2 separate regions of the Anser cygnoides genome follow, and region 1 is linked to region 2. Evidence: chromatin contacts called from public Hi-C data. All regions are on one chromosome and are shown on one strand. Each heading gives the region's core, a stretch centred on a gene start, on an enhancer-like site or on the middle of the called end of the contact. The rest is flanking DNA. Distances are from core to core; before and after follow the strand shown. Region 1 overlaps DOCK7 (dedicator of cytokinesis 7). Region 2 overlaps CYP2J2 (cytochrome P450 family 2 subfamily J member 2).

The links. Hi-C and Micro-C count contacts between places; a contact is called where the count stands out from the background.
Region 1: a Hi-C map of liver shows a contact between it and region 2, with 2.0 times the contacts expected there. The contact joins two enhancer-like sites. A contact is called at or near these places in 2 of 7 Hi-C or Micro-C datasets (both in liver).

The regions. Positions count from the first base shown.
Region 1 is chr8:30,865,053-30,867,752 of Taihu_goose_T2T_genome, reverse strand. DOCK7 (dedicator of cytokinesis 7) reads left to right here. Exons shown (of 47, transcript XM_048062223.2): 28 at 1,614-1,783; 29 at 2,586-2,700. Among named protein-coding and RNA genes, the nearest start is that of ANGPTL3, 23 kb to the left of the region's middle. Within about 2 kb of position 1,317, at least 2 of the 3 cell types and tissues checked have open chromatin away from gene starts, as enhancers often do. A contact at or near this core is called in liver, where this site is marked.
Region 2 is chr8:29,990,102-29,992,801 of Taihu_goose_T2T_genome, reverse strand. It overlaps CYP2J2 (cytochrome P450 family 2 subfamily J member 2), which reads left to right. Exons shown (of 19, transcript XM_048061996.2): 11 at 1,683-1,885; 12 at 2,448-2,610. Among named protein-coding and RNA genes, the nearest start is that of CYP2J2, 12 kb to the left of the region's middle. Within about 2 kb of position 1,336, at least 3 of the 3 cell types and tissues checked have open chromatin away from gene starts, as enhancers often do. A contact at or near this core is called in liver, where this site is marked.

The DNA.
Region 1 (2,700 bases), core at 68-2,567, 870 kb before region 2:
TGCTGTCAGTGCTGTGATGCTTTGATTATTTGAGCATAATAATAATTATTGCTCATTTCATAGTGCCTACATTGCCCATAATGAGCAACGTTACAGGTCAGAAGTGAGAAAATCAAAATTTGACCCTCAGTATTCACTGACAAATGTCATTTTTCCAGAAGTGTGTGTTGTTGACCCAAATTCATGCCAGGGCTGAGAAGTCAGAGGGGCTGGCTGGAGGGTGGCAAGATCGATTCATTGCATTATCAGCCAGAAAGATTAGCAGGTCACATTTCCTCCTTGATACAGATCGATCTACCACAGTACCTGTTCTGTTCAGGAAAAGGGGAAAAATATCCATGTAGCCCTAAGTTTTAATGACATTGCCGTGTCTGAATGTGTTTTCCCTGTACGTAGCTCCATGGCCTGCAGGATAGCTTCCTTTCAGCTGTTCACACGTGGCCTAGATGCCACTCCTTCAGAATAACACACAGACTTCTCTTTAACCTTAATTTGAAGGAGTCGGTCAGTTATATATGAAGTATAGCTTCAACTAGCTAATGACCTCCTAACCTCTGCTGGTGTCTTTATAATCATTTTAACCCCCCGACAACCCAGTCAGAATCTCTCATCTTTTTTAACCAGAACTCAACTCTACTTTTCAGGTAAAGTGGATACTGCCTGAAATTCGGCCCTTGTTTTAATACCTCAGGTTTGAACACTGAAGCTTATGTTTTGCTACTGCATAATGTATGAGCTTCCTTGGCTGCTTCGTGCATGGGGTAGAGTTGTCTTCCTGGGCTGGTTTGCCTCCAGAAGCAAATAGCCATAGAGACACGTGCTATTTGCTCTGGGAGAGTTTTGCCTCTGTGTGGTGGCTGAGGGGATTGAAAAGGGGCAGAGCGAGTTCTTGAGAGATTCAGAGGAGTTTGTGTTCACAAGCCATGAGCACCAAGTAGGCTCACGCAAGGTGTCCTGCAAAAGGGAATGGTGCTGGGGCTCTGACGTGAATTGCATCTTAATAATAGGGAAGGCCACTTCTTGCTGTTTTTTCCTTCTACCTCTCCATTTCTTTGACATTTTTAATTCAGAGTTACTGATCTGTAGTCTACTGTTTTGGCTGAATAATTGCATGGGGGTTCAGGGAACGGAGGCAGAAACCTACTGATCATTTGATAAAAGCAAAGTTCTGTCTTAGGAGGGCTTTTCTCTGTAAATAGTGTTAAATAGAAACAAAAAAAGAGCACTACAAATAGTTTCACTAAACCCACTGTCCTCTCAAGTTTCTCTCCCTGTCTTCTCTACTCCCCAGGTTCTCCTAACGTTCTCCAGTTGATTCAATCCTTCAACATAGCAGAAGTTGGGGCTTTGTTTTTGTATGGAAAATATGAGTGTTCGCATTATATTGCGTGTGCACCTCAGCAAGATATTTCTGTACATTTTATGTGGCATGGGCAAAAGCCAGCCATTTATAAAATCCAGGGGAGATCAAAGAATACGCGTAATGGTGGTTTAAGTGAAGTTAAAAATAAAAACCGGGATTTTTTTTTCTTTTTTTGAAACCTCTCAGTTACAAAGTATAGTTTGCTTTGAAGGTATTAACTAATCTGTGTGACCCAACTCTCTTTTAACAGTTTATTTGGATTGCATAAGAAGGTCATCAACATGGTACACAATTTACTGTCCAGTCACGACTCGGATCCGCGGTACGCTGACCCGCAGGTAAAGGCCCGGGTTGCAATGCTGTACCTACCTCTGATTGGCGTGATCATGGAAACCGTGCCTCAGCTCTATGACTTTACAGGTATTTTACATTCTGTGCCTTGAATATTCATCTGCTCACAAGATTTGAGTGTTGTCTTTTTTTTTTCTAAAATTGAACAACAAATCCCTTTGCTGTTGGATGAGTTTGTTTGTATTTTGAAGTATTTGTAACTGACATGTTTTTGAAACCACACTTGCAAAATATATCCAACAGTATATCCAAGTTCAACAAGTGAACACTCAGAAGCTGCATTTGCCTACTTGTTTGCATGAAGTGAAAAACTAGCAATGCATTTTAGTTGCTGTCTGGCTGTTGTCTGTATGTGCCCAGCCAGCCTCCCTGCTCTGACTGGCTTTAGAAGTCATTCCATGTACTGTACAAGTCTCAGAAAAATTACAAAGGATAAGCAGACTGTGCTTTATCAGCAGCTCATTTCAGGTGTGCTTTGCACAGTGTCCTGCAGAACCCCAGAGGTGGGATGCATCAGTTCAGGGCAAGGGAGTCTGATCTAGAGTAATTTCAAATTGGGAGTCATCGCTGTCCTTTGAGTTTGATGACATAGTAAAGCTGCAAGTAAGGATTTGGAGTGGAGTATTCAAAGGTGTAAAAAGTCTGTTTTCAGAAGGGTTCTAGATACTGAAGTTGTGTAGGTTGTATTTGAAGATGGGTATTTGCTTTGCTTTGCATAACCTCATATAACAGTCAGTCCTGTATACTGCAGGACCCTATCTGTGAGTGTGATGATTTTCAGTTTGCATTTCCAGACAGTTCAATGAAACGAGTGCTGGGGAGAGCCACTTTGAATTTGGGGATTTACTGGGATGCATGTGTTTCTTGGCAGAGAGTCACAACCAGCGAGGGAGACCAAGCTGCGTCGCTGTTGATGATTATGAAAGCGAGGGTGGCAGCATGATAAGCCAGACAGTTGCCATGGCCATCGCAGGAACATCGGTCCC
Region 2 (2,700 bases), core at 87-2,586:
ATTCGCGTTTCCTTTCCCCTGGGCTGCGGAGCCCTCGCTGTGCAGTGGCAGATCTGGGCCACATGGGAGAGTCCTCTGCTCAGCCCTGCGCGCCTCCCGCCGCTCTCGCAGCCGGACTCTAACCGGTTGCTTTAATCTTACCGTAGCTTTAATTAATGTTTCACGGTTACAGGTGCCTCAGGTGCCTTTTTCTTTTTTTCCTTTTTTTTTCTTTTTTTCTTTTTTTTTCCTTTTTTTTTTTTTTTTTTTTTTTTTTTTTTTTCCTAATAGAGGAAAAATAAAGGATCTGTGGGCTTTTTCCACCTAAGGAGTTTTCAGAGCCGCTCAGGACTGGACACTGGTTTCTCTCCATTTTTATCCACGCCGGTGCAGGTCTGACCTCTGGTGTGTGGGGACAGCTCGTTTTGTTTGAACTGGCTTAGCAAATGTTGATCCCTTCCACTTTAAACTTGCCTTTCCCTGTTACTTTAGTGCCTCCTTCTCTACTCACACTGCTTTGTGGGAGAGAATAAATGGTTGCACTCTTCCTTTTTTTTTTCTTTTTTTTTTTTCCCCCCAATTCAGTGGCAAAAAAAAGGGGGGGGGGGGGGATAAAAAAAAAAGGGGGGGGGGGGTGTAAAGACCCCATGCAATAAAGGCAGGAGGCACGAACTTGTTTATTTTGAGTGGAACATCTCATGTGAGTGAAGGGGAATGCATGCATCTCTGCATGCAGATGCGTAAGTGTGCTTGAAAGCCAGAGGCAAAAAGAGGTTCTCCTCTAAAACAGGCCCTTTCCCCTTTAAGCTCCATGGCAGAGCAGCGATTCAGCTTTTCCAAGTTCATCAGGCGTGCAGGTCACGCAGCAGCTTCGCCCCCTTGCACATGGAGCAGCCCCAGTGGCACTTGGCCACCTCCGTGTTGCCATCGGCTCCGGACGTCCCCGGAGCGAAGCAGCCAGAGCCGGCTCCTCCACCCTAACACACAAGGCATATGTGAAAATGAAGTGTGGTGTGTGCGTGGTCAGACACCCAGATGGCAGCGGGACCCGGCCTCATTAGCGAAAGCAGCGGGAAGGGAAGTCTGCGGGCTGGGAGCAGGGCCAGCGTCACCGCCGGGGCAGGACACAACCATTCCTAGAAGCTGCTTCAGAGTCCAGACGTATTTACGTCCTGCCCTCACCACCCCACAGAGACGAACCCTCGCCCCGTGACTCAGAGAGCTTGTCAAGGGTTTGTGCAACCTTATCTCGTACATCCCAGCTGAACCCGGCTCACTCTGGGGCTGTGAGTACCTGAGAGGCAGTCGCCGCGAACGAGGACAACGAGAGGTGCTTGGACAGGGGCCGGGACCGTCACGGTGAGGGCACGGCGGTGGTGCCAGGAGGGTTTAATCCCTGCCCTGCAAGGCTCGTTTCTGTGCTCTGCAGGAGGAGGCTGATCACTGGGGTTTTGTGAGGCAGCGGTGGGGAGGTGGGAGGAGAGAGGGGAACGGGAATTGCTGTTTTGTGGGTTATTTTTAATGGGACCGGAGTTGATGTGTGAGTTGGCTCAGGAAGGGATTTAATCAAACAGGCCTCACGAAACCCGAGGGAGCAGGAGTCCGAAGGCCGCTTGGAGGCCAGGCCAGCCCCAGCCTCACCGCACGGCTCTGCGTGCCCCCCGCTGCACCCGCACGCCGTCCCTGCCCTGCCGTGTGCTGAGCATCGCAACTACCCATGCTGCGCTTCCTCTGGGACAGCATCTCCTTCCAGGTGCTCTTCATCTTCCTCTTCGTCTTCCTGCTCGTCGCTGACTACATGAAGAGGAGAAAGCCCAAGGATTTCCCCCCGAGCCCCTTTTCCTTCCCCTTCGTGGGAAACATGCAATTTCTGAACCTCAGAGACCCTCAAGCCACGATGCAGAAGGTAAGGGGGGTTCACAGCGTTGCAAGGGGGTCAACCCAACCCAACCCAACCCAGCCCCACAGCCCACGAGGACTCAGAGGGCTCACCCAGAGGGGGCAGGAGCTCGACTCTTGATCAGCAGCAATGTGGATGAAGTTTGCCCAGGTATAAGGAGCCAGACAACAGGCAAAGGGCATGGCACAATGCCACACGTCCAACCGCGGCTGCAGGTGCATCTGATAGGAGCGGAAGGGCTTTGGGGAGGGCGTTAAACAAGAGTTGTTTAGCTCAACTGAGGCTTGCAAGGCCTGGAAAATGCAACCTGGAAAGTTTTACTTGGTTTATTTGAAATGTACACCGACTCCCGAAGACTGATTCAGGAAATGAGGAAAAGAGAGATCACATGCAATCAAGCCAACGCTTGTGCAACCATCCCCTCTCCTCTCGCAAGCTTAGCTTCCCCTATTTGCATTGCAAATCTGCCTGTCCCTCCCTGGGGGTGCAGGACACCAGGGCTGTCCCTGTCCCAACAGACAAATTCTTTGGGAATGAATCCCCTTTTACTTATTTACTCTTTTCCCAGCTTATCGACAAATATGGGAACATCTTCAGCATGGAAACTGGCAGACAAAGGTCTGTGGTCGTAAATGGGCTGCAGCTGGTCAAGGAAGTCCTTGTAACCCAGGGAGACAACTTCTTGGATCGCCCTGAAGTGCCTATCGACGCAGAGATCTTCAGCAGCTTGGGTGAGTTACCACTGGGGACACGTCTGACCCTAGTCACAGCGCTGACCCTGCAGACGTGCCCAGGAGGAGGCTGGGGGGCAGCACCGTGGT